Linked DNA regions of Gossypium hirsutum: all the other regions are linked to region 5. Evidence: chromatin contacts called from public Hi-C data. All regions are on one chromosome and are shown on one strand. The core of a region is the stretch at or near the end of the contact, and the rest is flanking DNA. Distances in the headings are between cores, read along the strand shown.

Region 1 (3,941 bases), core at 63-2,562, 290 kb after region 5:
ACTTAATGTTTGCCTCTGGGTCTGCAAGTAGTGCCATTCCAAGCTCAGCTAGCTTACGCTTTTTGGCTTCAAATGCTTCCTCAGCCGTGAGGTCTTCTTTTACCTCTGCCTAAAAGACAAGCACTCTTAGAATATTGAATATATATTGGACCATTTGACTCCTAGACGTTCTCTAAGAAAGATCACCAATATTGTCTAAGACATTAGTGTAAAATCTAATATTCATAGTTTTTTGTTTAAATTGAAAGATACATAGAAGAGCAATCTAACAACATACTAGTGCAGCTTCTTGTTGAGTTGGTTGCACTTCTTCAGTTTTAGCCAATTCCTTCCCCATTTTCTTGGCCTCTTTCTTAGTTTTTTTAAGCTTTGCTCTCCTTTCAGCTTTCGTCAGCTTAACTACGCTCTTATCAATGTCTCCTTCATTTTCAGTCACTTCTGCTGTCTGGGAAACTGCATTATATAACAGCATAAACCATTTCATTCTCTTCCATAAATGAAGACACTTTCTTTAGCACTGAAAGAAAGTAAAATAACTTTTTTTTCCATTTTTTTCCAAGAAAAGAATAAGATACATGTACGGTAGTAGACTTCTCCATCCAAACTCTTGACAGGAAGGGCATCAACAGGATCAACTTGAACAACACTTTTCTCATTCTCTTTGTGCTCCAATGTCTTCCTTCGTCGCTTCTCATACAAAGCCTCCAAAGCATCTTCATTCACACCCTCCACCCGAGTGACTTGCCTATCCACAAAACAATCCACAAAACAAAGTTCAATGGAAATATCTAATTCCCATTTCAAGTTGCCACAGTCGAATGCCGTTTTTAAATTTTAACTAATTTCCACTATCCAAATATCAAATCAAAGCATGTATAACCAAAACAGAAATTAAATCAACAAATAACAAATGATTTTATTTTTATAACTAAAAATAGAAGTCGAATTTGAAAATTGAGGAAAAAGAGAAGAAATGGACTTGTTAATAGAATGAGTGTCCAAGCGAGAGACGAAGCCAGCGTAGTCTTTGTTTTCATCCACGAATTTAAGGTCCTCGTCAGAGACTTCAATATCATCATCTGCTATTTCTGGTGGGAGTTCCGGGGGCAGAATTATCTGCTTCCGCTGCTTGCCCTTCCCCTTCCCCATGGCAATTTTATTATTATTATTTTTAATTTCTGAATTAGATACACATACGAAATTTATATCTGCAGCAAGGAGAGGGATGCTAGGGTTTAGGGTTTATCCCTGTTTGGAAACTTTAGCCCACGTCCAATCTGGTCGGGTCGGGCTTGCAGCTAATATCTCGGTCTTCAATAAAACCAACCTTTTAAAAAAGGGATATCTTATTTATTAGTAAATATATTTATATTTATATAAAAGTAAATTTATAAATTAGGGAAAATAAACTGAATTTATCAATATTTAGAAAGCTCTTCCTGTCAAACTTGCTTTTGAAAAATGCTTTCTTCATTCTCGATGATTAAACGTTGATGTTTTTTTTTTTTTGACCTAAATTCGATTATCTTCTTAACTTTTTTTTCATGTTATTTTAAGTTTTTTTTACATGTTTAAAGCCCTTTTTATTTTTAATTAATAAATCTGTTCTCAAGTTTATTATTTTACTTTAAGTTCAATTTTTAATTAATAAATTTTTATATAAAATAATAAATATGTAATTATAACATTATTCTATTAAAATTTAATGAACCAAAAGCATATGTAATTTTTTTGGATTTTAATTAGTACTTTCTTCAGATAACTAACGTTGTAATATTATATTTTTAGTAATAATATTCCCAAAAATCACATTGCATTAAAATATTATCATGAGAATGTACCAAACGTCACCTATGAGTAAAATAAAATGAAAATAAATTACATTTAAGGTGGGATTGGACATTGCATTAATTGGATGAAAATTAATTATTAAGGTAATATTTTTTATTTTTGCAATTGAAAAGAATTTTATTTCTTTAATTACAAAAAAATATAATTTTTATTTTATAATTATATTTTCATTCAATTACTTTACTGTGTTTAAAGTTTAAACACAAAATGTGTTTAACTAAGAAAGTACAATTACATCATAATTTCCTATATTATTTTTGTTGGTAAAAATTATTGTAGCAGTCAATGTCTTATATTTGGGATTGCATTTTAGTCCCTCTAGTGAAAAATAGGCAAAATAATCCTTGTATGTTAAATGAATGAACAAAATAGTCCCTCAGTTAAAATTGTGAATTAAATGCTTATTTATATTAGATATAATAATAAATTTAACCCTCAACTTTTACCTTTTTTTTCTCAATTTGACTCTTACTCTTCTATTCAGAGTAAAATAACCCTCAAGGTCTTAGCCTTTTATTGATGACGTGGTCCTATTTTATCTTATATGTCATCATAGAAAATTTTAAAAAAAAATTAAAATTATAAATAAAAAATGCAATTTTCTTTTTCAAATTTTCCATAAAAAATTTACCATTTTCAACAATCTAAGGTGTGGTCATTTTATAGACTTAATAATACTATTATCAACAATTTCATGGCAGTTTTGTAGTGTGATACTGTAATGACCCGAATTTTACCGTTACCGAAAAAGTATATTTTCGGGTCTCCGTTTCTAAAAAATGGATTCGTAAATATTTATTAAAAATATTTACGAAGTAAAATGAGTAGTTAATTAGAGTTTAATTAAGTGAATTTAATTTAATTAAGAGTAATTAAGAAAAAAGACTAAATTGAATAAGGGGTAAAAGTTGAATTATAGATTAAAAGAAAATAAAAAGGACTAAAAAGGAAATTATACAAAAAGTATAAATTGAGGCGGTGTACCGTGAAGAAAATCTAAGATTTTTTTTATGTTTAGTATATTATTATATTATTATATTATTATATAATAAAGATATTTTATGTTTTAATTATATTATATTATATTATATTATATTATATAAACTAAAGAAACAAAAGAAAGGAAATAGAAAAAGAATGAAACGAAAAAGAGAGCAGGGGAGAAAAAGAAAGAAAGAAAGGGAGAAAAGAGAAAATTTAAGGTTTGAAGCTTTAAGCTTTAATAGGTAAGTCAATCAAGCCCTTTTTACTTAATTTTGATGTTTTAGAAGTTTTAGAACAAAGTTTTGATGAAATTAAGTTGATATTTTGATAGTTATTAGATTTCTAGATATTGTCCATGTTAAATAAAATGATGAATTAAGGGCTAAATTGATAGAAATTCAAGTTAAAAATGATACAAGGATTGAATTGTAAAGTGATTCATAAGTTTTATGCTTTAAGGACTAAATTGAAAGAATTTCGAAATTATGGTTTTATGATGAAAAATAGATAATTATGCCTAAGTTTGGTTAAAAAATTGAGTAGAAATAAAGTATGAATTAAGATAGAAAAGTAAGTGAATTTAGTTAGGATTAAATTGAAATTAAAGTAAATCAATATTTTGTACTAAGACTATTTTGGACAGCAGCAGTAGTCTATGTTTGAAAAATCACCAAAAATTGTAGAAATTGAATTAGAGGATGAATAAAATATGTAATTAAAGCTTATTGAGTCTAGTTTTTTATAGAAGAAACAGTATAAGCAATTGAGTTGTAAATTATGAGATATAATGAATTTTGTGAGATAAGGTCAGAATGAATTCGGGTTTCCCTGTTCTGACTTTGGAAAATCACCAAAAATTGAAGAAAAATAATTAGAGGCTTAAAGTTATGTGTTTAGAATCCATAATGAGTCTATTTTTAGGAGAAATCAACGGGAATGTTATCCGAGTTCTGTACTGTGAGATAATTAATTTTTAGTGAAGAAGGGATGAAACTATCAGACAGCAGAATAGGGGTGAATTTAAAGAATAAACTATACTTAATGGCTAAACCAAAAATTCTGAAAATTTTATTGTAAGAAGATTTGTGAGTCTAGTTTCAGGAAAA
Region 2 (4,029 bases), core at 67-2,566, 440 kb after region 5:
AGGTCGGACTTGGTCGGAGACACATCACACTATCAACTTCAAGATTTTGGTATATCAAGAAACTTTATTTTGGAAATCAATGGCATGTATAAGCTAATAAAGTAAATGTTAATGTGATATGAATGTAAGGTCAGCTATTGGTATGGCTAACAAATCTTGGTTTTGGTATGTGATGAGGTTATCTTATAAAAATGCATGAATCTATCTTGAAAATATGTTGAATTGGATTGGTTGATGTGGATTAGTCTCGGTTTAATATTGCAGGGAAGGTTAAATATTTATAAAGGGGCTATATTGAGTAAAAAAATTAATTTGTAAACTCCGGCAATGCCTCATACCCTATTCTGGCAATGAATACTGGTAGGAGGTATTACATCTAGGATACCCCAGTTGTGCCAAGTTGTTCAATAGTAGTAGCATTGTTGAGTTACCTAATCCTTTGGCTTAGGATTAGTCAGTTCTATTTCTTGATGAGGGTGGGAAAAGGAGATAACTCAGCGGTAGAGTGTCACCTTGACGTGTTGGAAGTATCAGTTCAAGCCTGAATATGCTTAAACCCAATGTGAGTTTTTCTATTTTGCCTTGCCCCTCGCCGTGATCGAATAAGAATTGATTGAATAGCTCAAACTTTGCAAAAGTTTTATTACCATTAAAAATATTAGTGGGCCAAGCCAGACCAGGTTATGCCAATGCCTAATTTCAAAAACTTTTCCAACTTCAAGCTCGCTTTACTTGAATCACTCATTTCATTGTTTAAAAACAATAAAAAAATTATATTTAAATTTAATTATTAAAAAAATATCAATATAACTTGTTTACATTTTTATTATTTTAAATGGTAAAACAAGCTGAGTTCGGCTAGCCTAAGGTTAAAAAATATAAATCTAAGCCTAACCCTATTTTGGGCTAGGTGGGTTCTACTACTAGTGAACATTTCTAATTATTATTTAAAGAGTAAATAATATATATTTTTCTAAATTTTGAAAATTTTTATATTCTTCATGATATAAAATTTTAAAATGAATTTTAAAAGATTTTAATTTTTTTGAACTTTAAAATTTTTTTATAATATTTATATACTTTTAAAAAATAACGACTAAATTAGTAAAAATTATAAAACCAAATTAATAAAAATTATAAACTTTGAAGACTACAAAATTATTTTACCATTTTTTAATTGCTACATTAATAATTTAACCGCAAAATTAGATAAAGAAATAAAGTTTTTTAAATTAAAAAAATAAAAAATTTAATATCTCAAAACTAAAATGTAGAGACGTCCTTTTAAATTTCAAAAGAGTATAGGCACCTCTCACATATTTAAACCAAATACAAATATAGGGTACTGCATTCATTACACGGGAAGTTCTTTTTTTCAATTATTTAAAGTCTTTTCCCTTCTTCTATCGTCATCTTCATCCTACCATCGTCCATCTCCATCTCGTCTCGGCAAATCAATTTTTTTTTGTTCCTTTTCTTCTCTTCTCATCTCAGTTCTCCCACACCGCCGTGTCCGCTGTTTTTTTCCGGATCTGACCCGTATCCCGTGTTGGAATCCCTGTCGGATCGTGTTGGGTACTGCATCCCAAATTGCTGAGTTCGGGAAACGAAGGATATATCATTCATCTCAACCTTATTGTATAGATTAACTATGAGTAAGTTTGCTAGTAGTCTTGCCGCTTCACTTTCAAAATCTTGTTCATGTGCAAGTATCAATTTAGGGTTTGGGGGTGAAATTTTTAGATGACCTGATTCTTTTGGTTTTCTTCTACTTAGCTATGTTTTCTGTGACTTTGGATAGCAAACTGTCTTTAAAGTAGTGTTTTTTGTGCTCTTATTCAGCTTTCATAGTAATAATTGCTCCTCCGTGTACGGTCTGTTCTGATGGTTTTGTTCTTGAGAGTACTTTCACCGCTCTGTTTTCTCTGATATCTTACCATGACCCATGATTCTATTCAATTCTCTCTTTGTCTAAAAAAAGAGAAAAAAAAAGTAATGACATTTTAGTTCTGTTGCCCAAATTTGCTTGGCACTTTTACATTTTAAATTATCTGTAATACCTTACCGTTTTCTTCTTCCTATGGATACCATTACAGCATGCAGTTGAATGTTTCTTTAAGGTATTTCTGCCTCCAATTCGCCTTCTGTTTGTTGATTGAATTTTTTTAAGTTATTAGGTTTGGACGTTGGTGCTAGAGAGAAGCAAGGAAATCCTAAAGTTGATGATGGATTCAAGGTTCCAAAAGAAAAAATAACCTGCATTGCGGCATCTGTTGATGTGGATGAGGGGTTTGAATCTTCTGGAGTTGAAGAAACTAGGAGTACTGTTACAAATGGCAGCCGAAGCCACACTAACAGACGCTATCGTGATAAGACAGCTAGTGAAACAACTAATTCTGGTAAGCTTTTTATTTTTATTTTGTCTTTAATAAGCTTAGTAATGGTTTTTAATTAAGAAACCGTTTTTTCTTTTTTAAATGTAAAACTTTTATAGTAAGCAGCAACATAACTAAATCATCATATGCTGATAATGAGAAGATTTATTGTTCCTATTCCCTTGGCTCCAATTTTTTTGGTTCAAAACTTGATGTTTAAGTGCATGCTTGAGTATTTGGCAATCAATCCTGTGAAATAGTTTCTAGTTAAGGTGGCATAGAAGCATATAGGCCAGGCGTAATCTGTTCTTACAATTAATGATTGTTTTTTGGTCTCTCCTCTCCACAAACTGTCTAATGTATTTGGCAGAAGGAGATGATGTTATTTATGCCTATACATGCATTTCTCTCTGTGGATGGGTAACCTATATATTTGATTTGAGGCATAGTATGATGACAGCATAACTTATTGCGGAAGTTATACAGCCAAGTCGTTTGCATGCTGATGACCAGTTTTGACATTTAAGATTTAAGAATTAAGATGGATTTTCAACTCACGCTTTCTTAACCTTGTGTTTAGTGTTCGTCATTTGCCTTTAGTGTGGAAGAAAAGGTTGGGGTCTGGCGGAATTTTTTTGTTTTTTTATTTTTAGTGGGGGCAGGGGTCAAACATGGTGATTCTGATAGTATATACCTTTTTCACTAGTAATCCCTTGTTTTAACAAGCCCTGATGCCCCTTGTGTCTGGAGGACATTTTTTTCCTTTTCTTTTTTATGCTCTTGCTGTGTTTATGTTTTCCTTCTGTTATTCAATTAAATTTCTTTTGTTGCTATATTGCAGAAAGTGGAGTTACGCTAGACAGTGGAGGAAGTGATGATACATTTGGTACTCCTCGCTCAAGAGAACATAGGAGTTCGGATGTAAGTGTATAACTTGCTGTCAATATCATTCTGGTATTCTTTTTGTTTTAAATATAGCTATATATTATTCTGCAAACATATCAAACCTTGTATGCATCTGATTATTCTTTCAATTGAAGGTTCCAGCTTCACCTAGTCAGAGTTCCCGTACTGTCTCTTCTAGGAGTTTAAGGTATGAGAGAGAAGATCATGGTATGGAGAGAAGAGGTTCCAGTGATGATTCTAGAAATGAGCACAGGATTGCAAGAAAAAGACACTATTATGATGATAGAAGAGACACCCATGGCCGATATGGTGAAGATTATAGAAGAAGCCGGAATAGATATGAAAGTAGGACACCTGGTATGTGATACTTCAAACTGAATGGATGCATGATTGGGTACTGTATCTCTGAACTAATATCATTTGCATTTGGATTGTCAAGCGAAACAATTACGTTTGTGCATGTTTCTGAGGCTGGGTGGTATGGAGATGATGGATTAATGTATTCAAACTTGATTACTTGGAACTAAAACATTTAGGTTTGAGGAAGTCCTTGATAGCTTATGAATTCAACATACTTCTTAGAGTTTGTGCTCTTTTAGATTCATGCTATCTTTTTGGCGTCTTTGCTAATGGGCAAGATGGTAATTGACATCTTAATCCTTTGTAGGCAGATCTGATTGGGATGATGGGAGATGGGAATGGCAAGATACCCCAAACTGGGATAGTTACTCTGGTAGTAGCAGGCGCC
Region 3 (3,844 bases), core at 133-2,632, 400 kb before region 5:
CAGTCCCCTCATTTTCCTTTTTAACTTTTGAAATTTGAACACTGCCAGAATCTTGGCATTCTGTTCCATCAATGTCACGAGTCTCATAATTCATAGCCACTTTCTTAGTTGTCGTCACTAAGGTTTCATGTTTTCTAATTGCTGAAGTTAGTGGCAGCACAAAATACGACGCCTTGCACTTCAGTTCAATGAGAACAAGACATGCATATATTGTTGAATGGAAGAGCTTATTATTGATGTGCATAAATTGTCACTATTTCTGTTTCCTCTTGATTTCTTCTGATTCCCGATGACCCATTTCTGTAAGGCACCTGTAGTATAGAGTTGGATCCATGGCCTTCACATTTTGTGTTAACTGTTGGAACACCTTGTTATTTGGGTGCAGAGGGGCCTGATCTGGATCCATATTCTCCACCACCTCATCCTGTTCTCCTATAACTATAATTTCTTTTTGACAATTAGTAACTGGCCAATATCTTAGAATCTCCCTAACCACCACTTCCCCAAGTACAAACTGAGAAATGCAATAAGCCAGCTGCTTATGCTGAACTTGCAAACTTGCAAGCTACTGGTGTTGTACTGTGGGAGAAGCACTCTCGTCAACAACAGCTTGTGGTTCTCTTTTAATGGAACTACAAAGCCATTGATGATGCTTCCCTCGCCGACACCGCAATGCTTTTCAGTGTAAAAACACATCGTTTATTGCTTTTCTCATGAATGATGTATAGAAGGTCTTCACTCCTTGGATTTATTGCAAATGCAGATTGGTGTTGACGACTATATATTAATTAATTTGATAGAAAATCAGTCCTTACAGGCTTAGCTAAAAAGGAGAGTAAGCAACAAAAAACACGAGATGTTTTATAGAGGAGAGATGTTGTAATATCAGATAGCAACACAGTAATGAGTATTTCTGGACTCAACAATGAGAGGTTAATTATAAATGATATCATAATTAATAGATTGGAAGCATTAGCAGCTACCTTGTTCTAAACTAAGGACTCATCAAGCGGACTTTGAGAAGATCCACCACCAGACGGAGGAGATACTTTTACTAGGAATTACCCAAAGTCGGTCCAATCTGAATTAATCCACGCTTTTTCTAAGTTTTCATTATCTTGATTATTAAGGTTAATTCGGATTCCGGTTGTCAATAAACGAAATTAATATATTATATAATTTCAATTAATATAATATATAATATTCAGTTACAATATTTTAATACCAGAATGTGCATTTTTTAGCAATGCAGCAATGGAAAAGCTTCTGCTTCTGCTACTACAAGTGGTCACATAAACTTTACATTGCCTCTTTTGATGGACTGCTTTTGGAAAATATAAGTTGATGATGAGGAGTTTTATGTCATTTCAGTTACTTCTCATGTAAACAGAGATGCTAAATAAAAATTTTTAAAATTTTATATATTTTTGTTATCTCAAGTATTTTTTCAACTTGTTTTATTTACATTAACTCGCGGCTCCCTCTTTCGCTCGCTCGCTTCCCATTTCTGAATTTCTCAATCACTTTCAGGTAGTTGTTTCTTTTCTTTCTCTGTTTGATTACCGAGAAATTACTTCTTTTTCCTCTCTGTAAACAAGCGGGATTTTTTATTTAAGATTTGTTTTTCTTCTTTTTTATGTGGAGTCTGTACTCTATTAGATCTGTATTTAATTATTAAATTCTGTTTTCTCCTTTTTTCCCCTGATTCTCTCACATGATTCCGTTTCTTATTTGTTTTGCTTTTTGAAAGTAACAGGTATCTGAAGAATCAGCCAAATGGTTTCCTTTGAAATGAATGATCGAAAAAGTGAGCTTTTATCTTCCATTTTCTGTGCTTTCTGTGCTTCTTTTCATTCAATTAACGCATCTATGAATCTGTGATTTTGTGAAACTTCTGTTCGGTGTGATACTTTTTTTTTCCGATGGAGGTTTGATGCTTGAAATATGCATTGTGCAATCCCTAGAAATTTTTGTGAAATTCAGATCTCTGGACTTGGTTCATCGTTTATCTTGGGATTTTTATTTATTATTATGCATGTTGGTAAAATTTTGTAACTGCTGTTAAGTTAGGAAAGTCTTTGAAGTGTCCATGTTATTTTACGTTGAGGCAATCTGGGAATGATTTGATGTGCTAATTTATATTAGACGTTAAATTATTATGGCAAAGTCAGTCGAATATATTTCCTTAGAAAGAATATTTTTTATTATTTATTATCCGAACAAATATTTTAGTAAGCTATTCGGAGTTGTTTGGTAAGTTATGCTGCTTTATTAAGAAACATATATTAACTGGTAATTCTAATAAATTGATGTTAGTCAAACTCCAAAATGATTTACTAGTGGAGCTCCGTTGATCACATTTGATGTGCGTAGATGGTGAAGGATTTCTAATTGATATGTACACCCCTTATTATTCAAAGTTCAAATATATAGGATAGTTCAATAGGATGTAGTTCTCATTGTTAAATTTATTTATGCATGCATTTATGCTTGGTGAAGCGTGTGCACCACACCTTCTTGGAGTTGCTTATGATGGTGTTGTTTAAGTTGAACAAAATGACGAACCCTCTTACATGTGGATTTTGTATACAAATGCTAATGGAAACAGTTTAGGGTTATTGCAATTTCATAGGAGTATTGCAGAATATCTTACAATATGTAAATAATTTATTAGATTATTTGGTGGTAAGACTTTTACCAACACCTTAGCTATATGTGATATGGACAATTTTGTTAACTCTTATTTTACTAGAATCTAATCTTTTTAGTTTAGGTCTAAACCTGTGATCTGAGCCAACTATTTGTTCTGTTACATGGATTGTTGTCATTGATATTGATTGGAGGTGAGTAGGAGTGCGTTGCTACTGTCTAGCATTTGATTCACATGAACTTAGCTAATTGGGGACTTATGACTTCGTTTGTCATCATTATTTTGACGGAAAAAGGGAAACCTTATATGCACTTATCATTTGGTTTAACTTTCATTTTTACTAATATCTGACATTATGAAAAACAGAAATTGGGCTCGGATTAACGGGATTTGGCATATTTTTCTCATTTTTGGGAATTATCTTCTTTTTCGACAAGGGATTGCTTGCCATGGGAAATGTAAGCTAACTTTTATTATCTTTTTGTCCTCTTTGCACAATTATTTTCATTTTCCCTGTTGAATCATACTTGATTAACACTACCTTCTTTTTTCTGTTAATCAGATCCTTTTCATATCAGGAGTGACCTTAACCATTGGTCTGAAGTCCACCATGCAATTTTTTATGAAACCTCAAAATTTTAAGGTTTTATTTATTCTCCACACTCACTCACACAAAAACTCACATACCTAAACTCTGACGTTATAAATGCATCGTTCGTTTTCTTTATGATATGTTGATGCTAAATACAGGGAACAATTTCTTTTGGTGTTGGCTTCTTTTTCGTTGTCGTTGGATGGCCCATATTTGGCATGATATTGGAGACATATGGATTCGTTGTACTCTTCAGGTCTATATGAAATTTTCATTACCTTGATTTAATACAAATGCTTAACATTTTTTATCTACTCATTTAACATCCACCTCTTTTGCAGTGGTTTTTGGCCAACACTGGCTGTGTTTCTGCAGAGGATACCAATTCTTGGTTGGCTATTCCAGCAACCATACGTCAGATCGGTATGTTCAGTTTTGAAGTCAAGTAAATTTTCTTTTTAAATCACAAACTGTCTTTTGGGCATGCATGCTTGCAATATATTATTTTGTTAGTTCTCGGTTGGTTAGTGTAGAAGTGTAAAAGTATTCTGGAACCATTCCAAAATTTGGAAAACCAGTAATCAATGTCTTAACTGATCTTA
Region 4 (3,633 bases), core at 877-3,376, 350 kb before region 5:
TGGGCTAATGGGTATTGGGTTTGTTTTGGGTTGATTTGGTCTGGGCTAAAATTGACCTGTAACAATGTGTTAATTAAAATATATATTTTTTTATTAATATTTTAATAAAAATATAAATATATATTAACGAAATAATTTAATGTGAGGCAAAACTATTAAAAACCTCCGTGTTTCTTATATATATAGAAGGCATTTTATTTCCTTCATTTTCATGTGTAATGAGGTAGTTAGAAAAAATATATTAAAAACTTTTTCTTTCTTTTCTTTTTTCTTGCTTCATTTGGTTGTCTTTTAGGTCAGTCAATTTTAGTTTAAGTTTATTATGCATTTAAAAAAAATAACCAATTTTGATTTAAGTTCATCATGCATTTATATTTTTATAACTATGGCTAATCTATTTAAAATTTTCAAATTCAGTTTTAAAAAAATTAACCAATTTTGATTTGGGTTTATCATGCATTTATATTTTTATAACTATGGCTATTTTTAATCTATTTTGTGTAAATTATATGTGAATTTTCAATCAATATTTTTTTAATTTAAATTTTATCACATATATATAGACACTATCTAAATTTATATCATTGTGGTTCCACTCTTATAATTTTTTTAAGAAAATATAAATTATGAATTTATAATCTGTGTGAAATTTCTTGACTTCCCACTTAAATATTGGTTCCAAAATTCTCATTCTCTCTAGCTGAAAGCATCATAGCTCAATTTCCTCTTCCTTTTCTAATTGGGTAGGCACACTGTCAACATGAATATTATTTGATTTGTAATACGAGATATGATTTTTTTCCTTACACTTGTTTGGGGATTTGAACGTGTCAAATGCGAGAAACTCCCAAGTGATCTAATTGGACCAAAAAATGATTTATTGGTTTTTTGTCTTATCTGGGGAAAAATGACATTTCCAAGATAATACCAATGTCTTACTTGTTTAATACTCTAACCAAAGAAAGTAATATATAACTATTACATTCTTTTCAATTCACCTAACAAATAATGGGCTATTTATTGCTTAAGTTAGTACACTAACTTTTTCCCTTTAACATATTATCTTAGTAACCAGATAAAAAAATTTATAATCTAAATGAAGTATGTATATGATATCCATGTTGCAATCTATTGGCGGAATATTTATCTACCCATAAATAAATTAATTTGTAAACATCATTGTAAAAATATATATATATGCATTTAATTAAAAAAGAAAAAAAGTAATGCCTAACGTGTATTAAACATTGTAATAGTGTGTGTTTTTTCTCCATTATGACCAGACATAGAGTGAAAAATATTAATAAAATAATTAAGATAAATATATTCATTTAATTGATTGAAAAAAGTAGAGAAAATTAAGTTAATGATACATGTTGAATAATTAAAAGTCTTATCAACTGTAGATTTTATAAGAACTATACTGAAAATATTTGAAGGCATAAAATATAATTTTTCGCTTTTTTTTAATGAAAACCTGTGAAGCATTCAAATTTCCATATCCCAAATATTTAATACCGAAATAAAAATTAAAAGTTATTTGGCACTCTAGCTTTAGAAAAAAAAATTATTTTAATACTTTATTTAATTTTTTTGTATTTTTTATCCTTTAAATTAGCGTTATTTATCAAATCACTCTAAAATGAATTGAAAAAAAATTAATGTTTGTTAATTTTGCTAATGTGGCATCTATATGTATGCCACATCAGCAATTAATTAATTTTTTAAATTAAAAAATAAATTATAATTTTAAAAAAATTAAAAATCATTAATATTATTAAAAATTATAAAAATATCAAAAATATTTTTTAAAAATTTTAAAAAATAATTAATTGCTTAGTAGCATACACATGAATGCTACGTCAGCAAAGCTAACAAGCGTTAACTTTTCTATTCATTTTGAGATAATTTAATAAATAATGCAAGTTAAAGAGTTAAAAGAGAGAAAAATAAAATAGAGGACTAAAATGAAAATTTGTAAAGTTAAAGGGCCAAATAATTCAATATGCCAATTAAAAGGGGGGGGGTGGTGGAATTGAATTCATTTTGACTTCAACGCTTATAGTCATAGAACTGCTAACCATATCTGTGAGAAAATCCAGAAAAGCATGCTGATTGCTGAGCAGTCTTTCACAGCCTCCATAACCCCAAGTGGAGGGCACCACCTTCTTCCTAACTTTATCCAAGACTGACCACACTTCCCCTAATTAATGATACCATTTCTACGTCAACATTTACACATTTGTGGGCCATTTTTAAACAACGAATTGTTGCCTTTGTTTTCCAAATTAATAATTACTCAACAATTCTGTCCGTGATGGGGCATAGTACGGTTTCCCCGACTCAATTAACTATATTTTTCTGATCACTGAACTATCAAGACTTGCCCTACAACTTTGTCCTATAGTTTATTCCTTCGCATTGGATTTTTTTCCTTTCGTGGTCGGTGGGGTGATTGGGAGTTGTTAACCACATTTTCACTACCGCGTTAGAAAAACAAATTGAAGATGAGATTTGCATTATATGAGAATGTTGAAAACATGTAACTGAGTGAGTTGGTGAAATTTTATGTTTAATGCTGATTCCTCTTGCACTCTCCATCCAACAAGTCACGGTCTATGAGGCAAGAGACGGTGTCTGCTCAAATTATGGATACGACATTCAGATTGCCAGCCCCTTGATGTTCTAGGCCAAGTATCAGTTCCGCATTGCGCACATTCCAAAGTTACCGTAGATCAAGAAACTCGTAAAAGCTTCATGATCCATGATGCACAAAGTTCACTCCATCCAATCAATGCACTTGGAAACATTACACAAGAACAAATCATTATTAATATCTCCAAGTTGCAAAGTCTCTCGAGACATTGGGCAATCCCTAAGTGCATTCACCATAATCTCACTAGGAGCACCACACCGCTGACACCCATGGTCATTAGACATTGTAGAAGTGATCCTTACCGTTGTTGGAATGAACTCGCGCGTGTCTAAGTCTCCTCCCAAAGAGTTTGATTATTTTGACAAATTCTTCTATTTACTAATAGATTTTCGCAATAATCCGTATGACATAAATTCATCAGACCGTAATAAAAATTAATTATAACCTATCTTAATAAAGTATATACCAGTTATATAATAATTCTAAATCACTACATCGTCATGTTGAAACACAATATTAAATGAGTTACTATAAATTAATTTATTATATTTTTACTATAATCTAAATTGAATATTTTTTAATATTAAAATAATAATTTAGCATTGTGGTAATAATATAATACCACATGAAAATGAGAACACTTTACATTTGAATAATTATAATTTTTTTCATAATTTAATCTTAATTATTTCATAATACTAACTAATTTATATATTCCATGCATTCCATATATCAAAAAATAATTACTTAATAAATTATTTTAATATTTTATTATCATTTAAGTTCATATGTTTCGTAATAATATTAATAAAATTAAATATAATTTAAATACATAATTTTTACTTTACAATATCATGTTTATAATAGACATTTTATTTTTTCAAATATATTATTTGATAACAATGATAAAAACTGTCAAACTTTTTCAAAGTACTTTTTCACAATATTTTTCAAAAATACTTTTTAACCTCAATGAT
Region 5 (3,759 bases), core at 785-3,284:
TTGATCCGATATCTTTATTATACTAATCCAAAATATTATATATTAATATTTATTGAATGGTTGAAAGTTTTTTATATAAACCATAGTTAAAAATTTTAAATTCACTCTGAATTTGACATGCATAATTTACATGAATGGAACATGAAATAGAATAGTTGAATTGTTAAAATATTAATAGTATAAAAAGTTATACAAGAGTGTAAAAATCACTATAAAGTTACACCAATATAAATGTATCCCTCTTCATATATATATATATATAATATGGAGTGATTTAAAAGAGGGTTTAAATTTTATCTAAATTTTTAATTTTCAAGAGTGAATTTATTTGTTTAAATATACATAAGAAAAAAAATTTAGAATTTATATGAATTCAATTTTTTCCTCTTCAAATTTCAATCGTAAAATTTTAAAATTTTAGATATTTTAAAAAGCTAACATTTTAAAATTTTTGAATTGTAATTGTTTTGTTTGGATAAATAATTATTTTATAAAAAATTAAATTATTGAAACTTTATCAATATAAAAATAATATTAAAAATAAATAGCATAATATGGATTTATTAAATTTGTAAAAAATTATAAATATCTTTAATAAAATAAAAAATATATTGTAATAAATAAAATTAATTTTTGAAATTTAAATTCTTTATTTTATAATGAAATTGTGTGCTTTAAATAAATTAAAATCATGAGAAATTAAAAAAAACACTTTGAATAAAATTTTAAAAAAATTAAACTACTCAAATCTCTTCAATTCCTCACAAATTTTAAAATTCTCTCTTATATTTATCTAAATAAATAAATTCTTTTTTAAAATTTTTAAAACTTAAGTATAAATAAATTTTATTTTTTAAATCTCCTATCCAAGCACATCCTCAAATAAATAAATTAATTTTTAAATTTCTGAAAGTTAATATTATAAATTATATAAATGAAAATGATTCTGCCTTCGTGTAGCATATCGAGGTTGAAATATCTTTAAACACATTTAACAAAACAAACCTTGAGAGAGAGGAGCAGACAAAGATGATTCGTTAGGAAAACATAATAGCATCGTGAAAATCAAATTTTAGGTACACCAATATCTTACATTGCATTACGTTACATTATAATTTTGATAATATTTTTATTCAATTTTAGTAATTATTTTCTCATATATATTCATCTACATAAACAGGCTGGAAAAAGTTTTGAAAGCCATGAAAAACAATTCAAGGATGGGTCTAAAGCCCCTGCTTGGCATCCTTACCCTGAAGCTTGGGTGCTTAGTTAGCCTCACCAAGCAATGTGGACAACCCTCGGACCCTTAATCTTATCGGGAGACAACTTGGCCAATGACAAAGTAAGCACCCCATTTTCAAGCTTAGCCTTTACAGTGTCCAAGTCTACGTTCTCAGGCAGCCTAAATTGTCTCCAAAACTTGCCATAGGAGCGTTCTACCCTGTGCCAATGATCGCCCTTCTTCTCTTCCTCTCTCTTCCTTTCCCCGCTCACCCTCAGCACACGGTTCTCTTCCACTTCGATCTTCAGCTCTTCCTTCTTCAACCCCGGCACATCCAACATTATCCTATGCCCCTCCGCTGTTGCCTTCCAGTCCACCCTGGCTGGAGACAGTGCCAAGCTCTCGTCCCTCTCCAGGGTAAGTGGGATTTGCTCTAACACTCGGGACGGATCAGGCAATAACAGACTGCCACTCCCTGGATCCATGAATGGCAGCAAACTCGATCCATTGCATAGGCCAACATAACACGCCAAGAGCAACAGCAAGAGCCTCATTGTGTATATATGCTGAGTAAGAGTGAACTAGATTTCTTGAATTGGAAGTCTGGAACTAGTGACTTAAAGGGAACGCTACTTCAATGTTAAATTCTATTGCCATTGTAAGAAGATTTGAGGGGATATTTATATGTGGATAAAAGTAGTGAAATTCTTGAAATTTCTGATAATGTAATTAATTTGTAAGAAGCTGGGAAGATTCTAGCGATAACTAAACTCAGCAGCACAGTGCGAATCGAAAAAAGAGCAGCCGATAGGCTAGGTTCTAGAGTCTTTCATGTCTAATTACCTTTGTCTATTGGATCTATTCCAAGTTTCCTCCACAGCCCTAGTCTAGTCGGATTTAATATTTCTTTTGTTTGTATTATTATATTATATGGTTTTAGCAAAAAGATATAGCCCTTCCTTTTGGACTGGAGGGAAGATAGGTCCCAAGTTTGGATTATCATAAGGCAAGCTTTCTGTGGGCTTAGCATTAAAACTAGTTTGGATCAACATCGAAGGCCTTATGCTTTCCGGGACTAATTGCCTGCTATTCATTTGAAGGCAAGGTGAGGACAAGCCTAAGAACTACTTACTAGAACCTGCAATACTGGCTTTTGCTTGACGTGTTTCTTATTTCTATAAATGATCATATATGGATATTAGAACATTTTAACAAACAGTGTTTTGTGGTTAAGAGTTTTGACATGTTGGAAAAACTGCAAGGAACACATCAATCAGTCATGGACCATGGTGTCCTTTGCAATGCTTTAGCCAAAGCCTGGTTGCACCACATCAATAATGGCTTTCCCAAGAAAATATTCAGCGGTTTCATATTTGTGTAAACTGTAAAGTTCAACTTAAAATTTAAGAATGAGTTTCATTTTAAAGTTCAATTTAATGTAAAGAATGAATTATTTTACATCTTTTTGCTTGATAGCTCCAACTTAAGTTGAGCCAAATAAATATGGTTTTGTAAAAAATAGAACAATACAGTTCCATAGAAAGATTAACACGTTCTTGGCTTAGTAGTAAAATGTTATGTTGTGTTTGCTTGAGAAGGCAGCATGAAGCATTGACAGACATTATTAGATTATAAATCCTGTTAGTCTGTTACTAATTTGTTATACAGGCTGGAATATTGTTAGTAAGTGGTTAGCAACAGTTAGTCATAACAGTCAGTCATACGAGTATAACAAATTAGTAACAGACTAACAGAGTCTATACTCTAATAGACATTATGAATAGTTACTACCCTCAGTCGCCATTGCTTCTCACTTTGTAATTGACAATTAGATATCTAAAGATTTACTTTTTGTCTCCCATATTTTTTTCACATGTTCACCTGACACTCACTTTTTCGTGTTTCGTTTACTACTTTTAAATCCTATCTTTACGATAACATTTTTAATTAAAAAATTATTTTCAAAAGAAAATAACAGCAAAATTTCCAATGCCTGCAGGGATTATAACTTGCCAAGTAGGTTATCTCTAGTCATGCTCCTTGCAACCTAATCTGCCACACAATTACATTTCCCAAACGAGTGACTAAAATGGACAAAGGAGCAATAAGAAATAATAGATAAAATGTCATCCGCAGCAACTTTAATCCCCCGGGGGGATTTGTAAGGGTCTGTGAGGGTATTAATTACAACATTATTATCTGACTCAAATATCACATTTCTCCAGTAGCAACTCATTATCAAATTGGCACTAAGCCTTAAAAGCTACATCATATATGCACTTGCACGAATGGGTGAAATTTATTAAATTCTAATCACAAAAGTTGTCAATTTTCAAGTTTGAAAAATCAGTAGACTTGCGATAACTTTTTGGATGGAATCATGACATTTCTAGGTTAAGATGTCTGCATGGCATTTGAAGGTCTATCTCTTAGCTTCGAAACACATTTCTAATCATTCGATTTTGATTTCGAGATCTCAAGTTATGACCGTTTTAGTGAAGACTGCGAGAGCAGAATTTTTGAACAGGATTATG

The links. Hi-C and Micro-C count contacts between places; a contact is called where the count stands out from the background.
Region 1: a contact with region 5 is called in a Hi-C map of leaf, with 2.8 times the contacts expected there. The contact joins the promoter of LOC121212447 here to the promoter of LOC107894831 in region 5. A contact is called at or near these places in 22 of 34 Hi-C or Micro-C datasets (anther, callus, hypocotyl and 4 more).
Region 2: a Hi-C map of leaf shows a contact between it and region 5, with 2.4 times the contacts expected there. The contact joins the promoter of LOC121202928 here to the promoter of LOC107894831 in region 5. A contact is called at or near these places in 7 of 34 Hi-C or Micro-C datasets (leaf, petal and seedling).
Region 3: a contact with region 5 is called in a Hi-C map of leaf, with 5 times the contacts expected there. The contact joins the promoter of LOC121212431 here to the promoter of LOC107894831 in region 5. A contact is called at or near these places in 18 of 34 Hi-C or Micro-C datasets (anther, callus, fibers and 3 more).
Region 4: a Hi-C map of leaf shows a contact between it and region 5, with 5 times the contacts expected there. The contact joins the enhancer-like site here to the promoter of LOC107894831 in region 5. A contact is called at or near these places in 10 of 34 Hi-C or Micro-C datasets (anther, callus, hypocotyl and 1 more).

The regions. Positions count from the first base shown.
Region 1 is chrA13:88,568,902-88,572,842 of Gossypium_hirsutum_v2.1, forward strand. It overlaps LOC121212447 (nucleolar complex protein 3 homolog), which reads right to left and starts at 1,313. Exons shown (of 13, transcript XM_041085141.1): 1 at 980-1,313; 2 at 576-745; 3 at 278-453; 4 at 1-109. The coding sequence starts at 1,149.
Region 2 is chrA13:88,718,863-88,722,891 of Gossypium_hirsutum_v2.1, forward strand. It overlaps LOC121202928 (pre-mRNA-splicing factor ATP-dependent RNA helicase DEAH7), which reads left to right and starts at 1,317. Exons shown (of 15, transcript XM_041085144.1): 1 at 1,317-1,655; 2 at 2,178-2,399; 3 at 3,217-3,296; 4 at 3,416-3,638; 5 at 3,949-4,029. The coding sequence starts at 1,652.
Region 3 is chrA13:87,872,272-87,876,115 of Gossypium_hirsutum_v2.1, forward strand. LOC121212431 (vesicle transport protein GOT1) reads left to right here and starts at 1,383. Exons shown (of 7, transcript XM_041085043.1): 1 at 1,383-1,530; 2 at 1,757-1,807; 3 at 3,017-3,108; 4 at 3,213-3,293; 5 at 3,401-3,498; 6 at 3,584-3,665. The coding sequence starts at 1,777.
Region 4 is chrA13:87,924,400-87,928,032 of Gossypium_hirsutum_v2.1, forward strand. No RefSeq gene overlaps it. Among protein-coding and RNA genes, the nearest start is that of LOC121212431, 53 kb to the left of the region's middle. Within about 2 kb of position 2,127, at least 2 of the 9 cell types and tissues checked have an H3K27ac peak or open chromatin away from gene starts, as enhancers often do. A contact at or near this core is called in hypocotyl and leaf, where this site is marked.
Region 5 is chrA13:88,275,808-88,279,566 of Gossypium_hirsutum_v2.1, forward strand. LOC107894831 (22.0 kDa class IV heat shock protein) reads right to left here and starts at 2,035. Exons shown (of 1, transcript XM_016820029.2): 1 at 1,072-2,035. The coding sequence starts at 1,779. The coding sequence ends at 1,279.